Regions from separate parts of the Anser cygnoides genome. Here region 2 is linked to region 1. Evidence: chromatin contacts called from public Hi-C data. All regions are on one chromosome and are shown on one strand. Each heading gives the region's core, a stretch centred on a gene start, on an enhancer-like site or on the middle of the called end of the contact. The rest is flanking DNA. Distances are from core to core; before and after follow the strand shown. Region 1 holds the start of CRAT (carnitine O-acetyltransferase). Region 2 holds the start of KYAT1 (kynurenine aminotransferase 1).

Evidence for each region. Hi-C and Micro-C count contacts between places; a contact is called where the count stands out from the background.
Region 2: a contact with region 1 is called in a Hi-C map of liver, with 4 times the contacts expected there. The contact joins the promoter of KYAT1 here to the promoter of CRAT in region 1. A contact is called at or near these places in 2 of 7 Hi-C or Micro-C datasets (both in liver).

Annotation. Positions count from the first base shown.
Region 1 is chr20:6,154,097-6,159,319 of Taihu_goose_T2T_genome, forward strand. It overlaps CRAT (carnitine O-acetyltransferase), which reads left to right and starts at 2,185. Exons shown (of 14, transcript XM_048053057.2): 1 at 2,185-2,338. The coding sequence starts at 2,207. It overlaps PTPA (protein phosphatase 2 phosphatase activator), which reads right to left and starts at 1,921. Exons shown (of 9, transcript XM_048053203.2): 1 at 1,767-1,921. The coding sequence starts at 1,791.
Region 2 is chr20:6,305,816-6,311,038 of Taihu_goose_T2T_genome, forward strand. It overlaps KYAT1 (kynurenine aminotransferase 1), which reads left to right and starts at 1,942. Exons shown (of 14, transcript XM_048054695.2): 1 at 1,942-2,096; 2 at 3,764-3,885. The coding sequence starts at 3,802.

The DNA.
Region 1 (5,223 bases), core at 935-3,434:
GCGGAGAATAACCTTCCTCTCTTAGAAATCAGCAGTAATTTCCCAGGAGACAGAAAGCAAAGAAACCCATCCCAGCCTGCGCCATTATCTCACCGTGTCCCGCTCAAACAGTATCCTTCTCAATCCCCGGAAACATTCCCCTAAGGACCCTTCGGGGCTTCAGGAGGCTGCATTACGTTTGTTTTCACTACTAAAGACGCGTTTCCAATCCAGGCAGAGAAGTTTGCAGGAGCCAGCACAGCCAACATGCAGCTAGTTTCATTATTTCTGCCCTCGGGTCACGCTGCAGCACTGAACTTCCCTGACAAACTAACCCTGCCTGGCTTTTAGGGTGCTAGGCACGAACCACGTTCCCCTAAAAGGGACAATTCCTGCAAAGACAAAGCAGGAACGATTCAAAGGACGGCAGTCCAGAGCCACAGCCGCCAGCCCAGGGGCTCGATGGGACCCAGCACCTTCCAGGTGGAAGCTACAAAGAGCATTTAAATCGTAAAGCGCTACCAGAGCCCAGTTAATATAACATTTGATGCGCGTGCTGATCACTAACGCAGCTCTTCCCCTGGGCATCCCAACCCAAACACGTTCCTGTAAGCGCAACTTTAATTAGCATGAGGCGGTGCAGCAGACCCCTGTTAGGGGAACCGGGTGCTAATGTGAATTCGTGAATTCTCTTAACAGTCGCCCGGTTCATCATTTTAATCCCAAAAAACCTGCAGGCGTTTGTTCAGCGCTGGCAGCACTTCAGTGGCTGCTCTCCACGCCCCAGCAAGCTCAGGCACCGGCTCCGCAGCGTACTGCTCCAAACTGGACCTCCCCAAAACATCGCAGGCTGCACTTACACCGAGATACTCCCCAGAAGCAGCAGAGCAGCGCTGTCGAACAGGCAGATCAGGGGAAAGGGAACCCAAAATCCCAGGAACCACAGAGAATCTGCTACAGATCTGTCACGTAACCTTAGAAACGATTCTCCGTCTAAGAACTGACGGAGTCTCATCACCTGCCTCGGGTGTTAGGTTTGTCCCCGATCATAGGTTCCAGTAAAACCCCGGATACAGGGATGAGAGGAACAGGACGTGAGGAATTCAGAAGAAAGACGTCTCCCTGCCTTCTGAAAATTCACCCAGCGATTAGCACCACGATGACGGCGCTCTTTATAACACAGCTTATGGCACGAGCGCAGCGAAAACCTCCAGAGCTGCGGTGGGAAAGGCAAACGCCGACTTGTTCGGTGCCACAAACGACGCGCAAAGACCCGAGAGGAGGCCAGGGCCTGCCCCGGGGTGCAGGGCCCCAGGACCCGGACGCTCCCAGCCCGGTCCCGGTCCCGGTCCCGCCGTGAGAGGGGCTCGGTGCTGCCCGTCCCTCACCACGGGGAAACTGAGGCACGACCAGCGGGCGGCACAGCCCAGCCCCGGCCTGCTGCGGTGGCCCCAAACCCCTCAGCACAGGGACCGCCCCCGGCCCGGTACCAGCCGCTTTGGACGCCAAAAGGGGAGTTTTAACCCAAAAAGGGGAGCTTTTCCCCCAAAAAGGGGGAGGTCCCCCCCATAAAAAAGGGAGCTCCCCCCCCAAAAAGAGCAGCTCCTCCTCCCCCAAAAGGGAATTTCTCCCCCCAAAAGGGCAGCCCCCCCAAAAAAGCGGGCTTCTCCCCCCAAAAACGGGGCAGCCCCCCGCCACCCCCCAAAGAGCCGCCCCCCCCCCAGTCCCCCGAATCCCCAGGACCCCGTCAGGGCCCCGCCGGCTCCCGGCCGCGCTCCCCCCGTCACCTGCCCGCTGCTCGCTCTCTGCCATCTTCCCGGAGCCCGGCCGCCGCCGCCGCCGCCACCTCTCCCCCCTCACCCCCAGGACGCGCTGAAGCCGCCCGCGGCCATCTTTGAGAAGGGCACGCCGCCCGGCACTGAGGGGCAGCGGCAGGCAGCCGCCGGCTTGGCCGCTCCCGGCCACCGTCGCGCCCCCGCCGCCATCTTGGTGTAGGGCACGGCTTTTGCCCACAGGGCCATGTTTGTGAAGGGCGAAGCGGGGAGCGGCTGAGCGGCGTTAGGAGGGAGGAGAGGCGCTCCTCAGCGGGCAGGGCGCCCCCTCGCTGAGCTCCGAGCAAAGCAGCCTGCGGAGGAGCCGCCTCGCCCTTCGGAAACCGCCTCCTTCCCTCAGCGGCGGGGCTGCGCCCTTATCCAAGATGGCAGCGCCGGCTTCGCCCCGCTCCAAGATGGCGGCGGGGCGGCCCCGCCCCTTGGCGGCCGAGCGGGGCGGCGGCGGCGGCGGTGGCGGCGGTGCCCGGTGTCGCCGGTGTCCTTGCGGCGGGCGCGGAGCCATGCTGGCCTTCGTGGCCAGGGCGGCGGTGAGTGGGGGCCCAGCGGGCCTGGGCAGGGCCGGGGGGGGGCGAGGGGGCGGCGGCGGGCCCGGGACGGGACGGGACCGGGCGGGGGGTGCTGGAGCGGGGCTGGGCACGGGGCGCGCAGGGGGGGCTCGGGGGGGGCTCAGCCCTGCGGGGTTGGCGTTCAGGGAACCCTAAAACCGCGAGGGAACGTCATTCTGGGTGCGTAGGGTTGGAGAAGCCCTTCAGGATCAGCTGCTCCAGCCGTCCCCTGCCGCCCGTGTCACCGCCGCGCCTGGCCCCAAGCACCGCGTCCGGCCCGGCCGTGAGCCCCCCCCCCCCCCCCTCCCCCCGGGGACGGTGACCCCCGCACCCCCCCGGGCCGCCCGTCCCAACGCCCCTGCCGAGGGGCAGGCAGGGGAAGGCAGCCCCCCGGCAGATCCCCCCGGGAGGAGGAGGCGGCGGCGGCGGACAGCGGGGGCTACGTGACGGCCTCGCCCCCCGAGCCGCTTTCTCGGGGTGCGAGAGGGCTCCGGTTTCCGATTGAAAAGAAAAGACAAACCCCGCCGCCACCTGACACCTCCGGCCGTGCTGGGAATCGGACCCGGCTCTGAAATGCCTGCTGCCCTCCAGCCCCAGCCCGCAGGTGGGTTTCCCAGCGGCTTGGCAGGCTCTGGGAAAGGGCAGCTGCCGAGCTGCAACGGGGCCGGGGAGCGGCGCCAGCCCGAGCCGGCCACGGCCGCGCACCCCGCGCGTGTTCGTTTTCCCCGTCGCTCGTGGGGAAAAGGTGGGCTCTGCGCTGTCTTTTGCTGCCGGCTGCCTCTCCTCTGTTCGGCCGCGATCGCTGCTCCTCCTCCTCCTCCCACCAAGTGCTGCGCTTTGACCTCGCACCGAGCAAGCAGAGGACGTGAAAGAGGAACGATGCAAAACCGCTCCGTGCTTTTAAACGGGGGCGTTCTCACTGTGGTTTGGGATTTTCCTGGTTAACCCTAGGGAAATATGAAACTCGTTGCTTGGGATTATCATACTTGATCTTAGCTACGTTAAAGCCTGCTCATCTGCCCCACAGTAGATCAGACAGACATAAAGATGGGGAAATAGTCCTTGTGACAGCACAGTTCTGTTGCTGCCCTGCTTTGGAGATACTTTTTTTACTCTTTTTAAGGGTTGATGGCCCAGAGCTCCCCACAGCCGTGCAATAACGATCATACGTGCATGGGGGCGAGGGCAGTAGGACACCACCTTTAGCCCCAAAGTGAACCTGCTCCTGTCTCCCACTAATTCCCCTACTGACGCAGTCACTGACCCGTTCCTGCTGGAGAGCTGTCCTCATCCAACGCCCTCTGGCCACCTTTACCTGAGTAAAGGGACTAAATTCCCCATCACCCACAGAAGTGCTTCCCGTGCTTGTCCCATGCAGTGACACCCCCTGGTGCCGCCTGCTTCCAGGACAGAACTTGGGGTCCCTCCTGCCCGCAGGTATTTTGGTTCCCCTCCCCCTGGCTGCTGCAGCTTCACTGCAGGCAGCCTCTAAGGGAGAAGCCCCCCCCTCCGCTCCTGCGCGCTGAGGGAAAAACATGCCCAGCACCCTCACTTCTGCCATGGCTGGGGGCCCAGAACTATCGATCGAAGAGAGAGCAGCAGGCACCGAACGGGCAACGCGGGGCTGACGGGCAGCGGCCGAGGGAGGGCTTCCTGGAGAGGTGCCTCTGCGGCGCTTGATGCAATCGGACGGTCCGATTACCCGCAGATTACCCCCGGCTCTCCCGGGCCTGTGTCTGGCCTTTAGCCCTCTGATCAGAGCAGTCATGTGGCACTTTGCTAATGAGGTGACGCCCTGCACGGGCAGCACATTGTCAGGGGGAAGAGGAAACCAAGACAGGCCGAGGGAGAGCTTTACGATCATTTCTGTCCTCCCAGCCATGGATAGGAAGCAGAAGCAAGCAGAGAAGGTACAGTATGCCCACGCTGCCATGATTAACCCCCTTCATTTCTTCCCAGCCCCTCTCCTTTCATGCTTCAGTAATTCCCCCTTCTCTTGTTTTTAACATTCCTTCCCCAGATCTTGACCCCATAGTTCTTAGCAGGTCCTCCGAGGAGCGTAGAGCATTTTTGCTGGGGGCTCAGCACTGCACAGAAGGCTTTTGTCGCCTTGCAGACTTAGCTTTCTTCTTCTCCGTGCTTAACTCTTGGGAGGTGGGGGCTGGCGGACACCTATTTTCTTATTGCTTTGGAAAGCAAAGGGCATGTTCTCACTGGCTTTGCATCCTCAGGCAAAGTCCAGAGTCCTGTAGAAGAGCATCTGGTGCGGAGCTTTCTAAGGGCTTTCGCTCCCTGTCCGATCTGTGCAGCCTGTTTATAGCAGCCACGATTTCCCGAACAGTTCACTCTGACCCCTCTCCAAAGATCCCTATAATTTGGCCAGATCCGTAACGGCACCACTAGATAGAGGTCCTCCTAATACAGCTGGGTCCTCCACGAACTGGGGGGGGTTCACCAGCACAAAGGAGCGTTGCCCCAGGGCCAGCACATCACAGCCAGTCCTCCCCAGCCGTCGCTGGTGATAAACCATCCCTGGCCAAAGCTGGGGCGGGGGGAGTTAATTGTGCCTCAGATTTGACTCGCCTTAACTACATTCTGCCTCCTCAAAGTGTAAAGGGTTGTTTGATTTGGCACGAGGGTATCGTACGATGCTGTTGTACATCATAAGAAGCGATGAAACAGTTTCTGGCTAAGAGGAAATTTCTTTCACAATTTACTTTGTTCCCACTTAACATGGGATGGAAGGGTTTGACATTGTCAAACACAGCTGAAACATGCCCAGACACTGGGAGATGTTTCGTTATCCTGGCGGTGTTTCCTCTGATGAGATGGGAATCAGGATCTCGGGAGATCAAGCAGAGATCCTT
Region 2 (5,223 bases), core at 692-3,191, 150 kb after region 1:
GAATCCTTAAGGTTGGAAAAGACCTTCAAGATCACCTGGTCCAACCATTATCATACCACCAATGTCACCCACTAAACCCTGTCCCTAAGCACCACGTCCAACCTTTCCTTAAACAGCCCCAGGGACGGTGACTCCACCACCTCCCTAAGCAACCGATTCCAATGCCTGACCACTCTTTCTGAGAGGAAATGTCTCCTAATTTCCAACCTGAACCTCTGCTGGTACAACTTGAGGCCATTCGCTCTTGTCCTATCGCTAGTTACCTGTGAGAAGAGGCCAACCCCCAGCTCCCCACACCTTCCTTTCAGGTCGTTGTAGAAAGCAATAAGGTCTCCCCTGAGCCTCCTCCTCTCCAGTTCAGCAAACTGAGACCACTAAAAAACAGCGTTCATTTCCTCACTGCTGGAATAGGAATAATGCTGTGTGGAGAGGATACATCCACCAGCAGTTTTGTGGGACCTGAAAAAAAGCAGGCTGATCCACTCATGATTATTTGCATTTGGCTGACTCATTAGAGGACGATGGGCAGCATCATTTTTTAAAATATTCATAAAGGATAGTTCAAAGGCATTCACTATAATTTCATCAGTGTACAAAAAGCAGTTCTGAGTGGTTAAGTGCAGCCAATTTTAACTTGTATACACCAATGATTGCTGCTGTAGTAAAATAAGCATATCTGTGGCTTTCTAGGAACATTATTGGTCTTAATATCTCTGTAACCACGGGCACAGGACCTGCACCAGGGGAGCTTTGATCCCACCTGCCAGAGGACAGTTTTGGAGACAATACCTAACACAGGGCAAGAGCTAGATTTTTGGAAAATATGACATTAAGAATGATTGTTCATGTTTGGATGTACTGAAATCAAAATATGCTTTCTGCTGTATTTTAAGGGGAAAATAAGGTGAAGTTACATGTTACAGTTGAGCCAGCATAAAGGCCAAATCCTGTCAAAGAGGATGAGAGTTCATACTCCTGCCCATGGCCTCTTCTCCCCATTCCCTTCTGCTCTGGGCCCTGCCCAGGTCTCTACTTCCTTGCTGTGGCTTTAGCACTCACACCCTGCCCTGGGCCTGTTCAGCTTATGAACCTGACAGAAAACTGCCCATTTTTTCTACCAGAATGGCTTTCTGCTGGTTTAGCATGTCTAGTGAGCTCAACTCAGAATCAAACAACCCCAGATTAGGGCAGCGGGAGGGACTGAGCTGTAAGATTGTCTCAGGATGTGTTGTGAAATCCTTACAGGAGCAAACAAAAGCTCTCCTTCCAGTTGTTTGTTTCAGTGTTTGAGTTAAACAGAAGTTTAGCAAACAAAGAGTTTGCATCTGCCTGCACAGAAATTCCCTCCCGCTTAGTCACGGCACTGATGCTGTGGGCCTGGCGGCGGGATGTCGTGTCAGGAGTCGGGAACCTTTGCACAGCGGACGTCAGCCGCTTCCTTCCCTGTGCCTCACTTTTTCCTACTGAGAGAGGGAGACAGTCATTACTCAGGAGAGCTACACGACCTGATTCACCAGGGCATGTAATGCCCTGTCACAAAAGGAAAAGGGAAGCCGAGAGAAGATAATTTGCTCTCTACGCCTCACTTGAGCAATTGTCACCTCTCACACACCTGGTGGAGAGTTCAGTTCCTGCATACCTGCCAAAATCCCCCTCTGAGGCTGGTCTCTGTCCCTCTGACTGTCCACAGCCCAGGAGCTGGACGATGCTGCAGGTAATTAGAGCCCTGCCACACTAATTACCCCGTTACAGGTACAAGGCTCCATCTGAACAATAGGCTGCGTTATTTTCTCAGGCAGCCAAGATCCTCTGGCACTTCTGGCTCTGAGCCACTGCGAGGAAGGCACCAGTTCCCCAAAGCCCTCTCCTTTCTGGTGCTTCGGAGTGACCCGAGAGCTCCTTTTCCCCGGTACCATCTTCTCTATCCGAGTGTTGTAGCTCGATTTCTGCCTTCCTGCAGCTTCCGAGACTCCTCCCAGGAAGTCCCCGCTGCAGATGAAGCATTTTGGTACATGGGGAGACCGGCATGTGTGTGCGGGCAGCCTGGGTGGTCGTGCCGGACTTTTGCAGCGTAATGCAGCGTGTCCCAGCTTGACGTAAGTTGGTTTTACCCCCACTGCCACCCCTGCTGAGGGGCTGCCCCGTGCCAACGCGTGTGCACTCGTTGGCTGCTGCATTCGCCCGTGTTCCTGTGGTGCAGTGGGTGCAGGGGGACCCTCGTCCCCCAGAGCCCTTCGGGTGCACCCACAAGCGGCCAGGCTGGCCGCCTGGGCAGCACCGGGACGGAGGAGATCGCCGGTGAGTGACCGACCGATCCCTGCGGTGACCTTTCGGTTGCCTCCTCCAAAATCCTGAGTGCTCCGTCCCGCCTGCCCTGCTCCTTGCAGGGAGCGTAGGTACGGCACGGCCTGAAAACTCAGCCAAGGGAGAAGCTCCCTGAGCCTTTCCCAGGCTTTTTGACTCCCCGGTGGCTGACCCCACTGCAAAACATTGCCCAGGGTTGGGGAGGTGAGGCAGAGCCCCTGCCCTAGCCCCAGTGCTTCTGCCGGGAGCAGCTCCCAGAGTCCAGCACTGCCTCTAGCTCCTTGCAGGAGCCCTGTGCACACCTCTCAAGCACGCTCCACAGTTCGGTGTAAGCCAGTGAAGCCCTTTTTATTGCCACAATTTCATTTTGTCACCTGCAGGCTTAGTCCCCGCAGTCTGGCACTCACTTGCTTTGCACCCCAAAGCAGTGCCCCCCATCCCAGCACCTGTCCCCTGCACAGGGAGGAGGCAGATATTTCACAGTCCTGAGAAATATTATGCCCCATTTTCCATAAATCATGCTGTTTTTTCCTACCTGGGCAAAGAGATGTAAAACTGGCTGGCTGCTGCTTTTTGCTTTTTAGAAATAACACAAAATGCAAGCAGAGGGGACTCAGCCTGCACGTAAGGATAGGGAGGGCATCTAGCAGTACCGAGAACCTACCCTTGTGCTGGCCATCTTCAAACCTGTTTTAATTATTTATTTTTTTCAGTAAATTTAGCAGTAAATTAATCTGTAGCTGATGGAAATAAAGGTGCATGCATCCTCCAGACTCACCCCTTTTATCTAAAGTATCTAACAAAGCAATTTATTTTAGCTTAAATACCACGTGCTTTGGCAGTGCTGTAGAATAGTTGAGGGGACCTGAGGTGAAGGAACAGGCTGCATCAGGCACAGAAATTAATTTATTTGGGGTCTTAAAGGAAACCTAAACACCAAAATCCATAAGCACATTAACCCCTCAGGCCCCTTGTTTCCCTTGCCAGCCCCGAGAGGCAGGGTGCCCGAGTTGTGCAGCCAAGCTACAGCCACATCAGGTGAAGGTGAAGGAGAGGAAGGGCAGAGGCAGGAGACACCAGGGAAAAAGCAGGCGGGAAGGTGATGAAGGACACACGATTCCAGAGGATCCCCTCTCGCTGGTGTCTATACCACTGCCCCAGTGCAGAGGAAAGCAGTGGTAGCGTGGAACCGGGGGGAGAGGAGGCAGAAGCTGCAGGTGCTGCCCTTGTGATCCTGCTTTCATGTGTGTCATAGGCACAAAGTGCAGCCCCAGCCCTGTTTGACATTGCAGTGACAACACACAAAGTGTCTGGGCTGCCTTTTCCTATCCAGAGTGAAGTAACCACAGCTTTGGGTCTGGACCTGCGTTGTGTCCCCAGGTAAAAGAAACCTTTGCTTCATGCCTGCAGCCGCGGAGCGATTTTCTCATCCCTCTGCTTTGTGTCTGGGGAAATACAGGTCCGTGCCCACAAGAGTGAGACAGCAGGAGCCGTGGCATGCTCAGGAGAGCAGGACCGTCTCTGCGTCACTTCTTGCTGGAGAGGAATTGCGGCGCTGGATATAGCTCCTGCTCCAGCGAGGTATTGAATGCCCAGCACAACTGCTTCTGGCCCGCAGCCTGCTCCCTGGCTCAGGCCACAGCGGCGTGGAGCTGGGGAACGAGCCTTGGCAGTGGCAGCAGATAGGGCATGTCAGGAAAAGTCACCCTGATGCAATGTCTGCTGTAACCCAATTATTTCCAGGTAGCCTGGTTAAAGGGAACGTCTCACACAAGCAAGAGAATACTCTTTACACAGAGAAAAGCTCATTGTTTGTGGGATTGCCTCATCTGAAGGTGTCTTCGACTAAAGCTTCTTGGGTTGCAAAATACTTGGAGAATGAAATATCAGCATCCTCCTAGAGGTAGAAACTTGCAGAGCAAGGGAATGACGAGCAGTGAGGAGTCAGTGGTAGAGTGCAGAGCACGGCCGTGGCTGCTAAGTTGTCTGCCTGGCAAATTGCAGCTGGAGGAACGTCACTGGGTTTGGGGGCAGAACAGGCTGACATGGATTTGGGGGCTACGTGGCCCTGAGCCCGCGTTGCTCTCCAGCCCAGTGGGCAGCCACCCATGACAGCGTCACGCAGGCTGGGGATGGGACAGAGGGAAGTCAGGAGAAGAAAGTATGTCATTGCCGCTTCTGAAAGGGTTGGAGCAAGCAGGGGCTTTCCTCAAAATTGGGAACTTCAAGGCTTTCACCACTGAGCCACCTCTCAGAGCTGTTACATTCTCTGGCTGGGGCCAGCAGCAGCCCCACCACAAGGGGACAGCGCTGGAGCTGTTAATGTTTAACCTCCAGCTATCTTTAACATCCCAAGCCACAAATCCTACTCCCACCACAACCAGCTCAAGCCTCGGGTCTTGCTGACTGTAATGCCCATGGGCTTGTGCAGAAAAGGCAAAGAAGGGGGCTGGGGGAGATGCGTGGGGCTCCCCTACAGCCGGGGAGGCAGTGACTCCTACTCACCCTTGGCCGCCTGCCCAGCACCGCGGGGGAGCGCAGAGTCCACCCGCTGCCCTCTGAAACTCGGGATTCCTTGTAATTTATTTGCAAAAATCCCTAGCGAGGGCTGAAGCTGCATAAAAAAATCCAGGGACACAAACTATTGTTGGGGCAGTACTCAAACGCTGGTACAGCCTTGCGGGAAGGGCGGCGGCAAGCAGGTAAGTGGGGAGTTACGAGTGGGGGGACACCGTAACCCCACCATCCCGGCACAACAGAGCGCAGACCCTGTCCTCACATATCCCAGCTCCACATCTCACCCCTCAGCTGCTCGCATGTGCCCTCCTCATCCCTGTTTGCGTTTTGCTTGCTGTGGGGACGATCATTTTCTTGGCTCATTGCTTCGCAGACGCCCTCCTCCATCCCCACGCAGGCTTT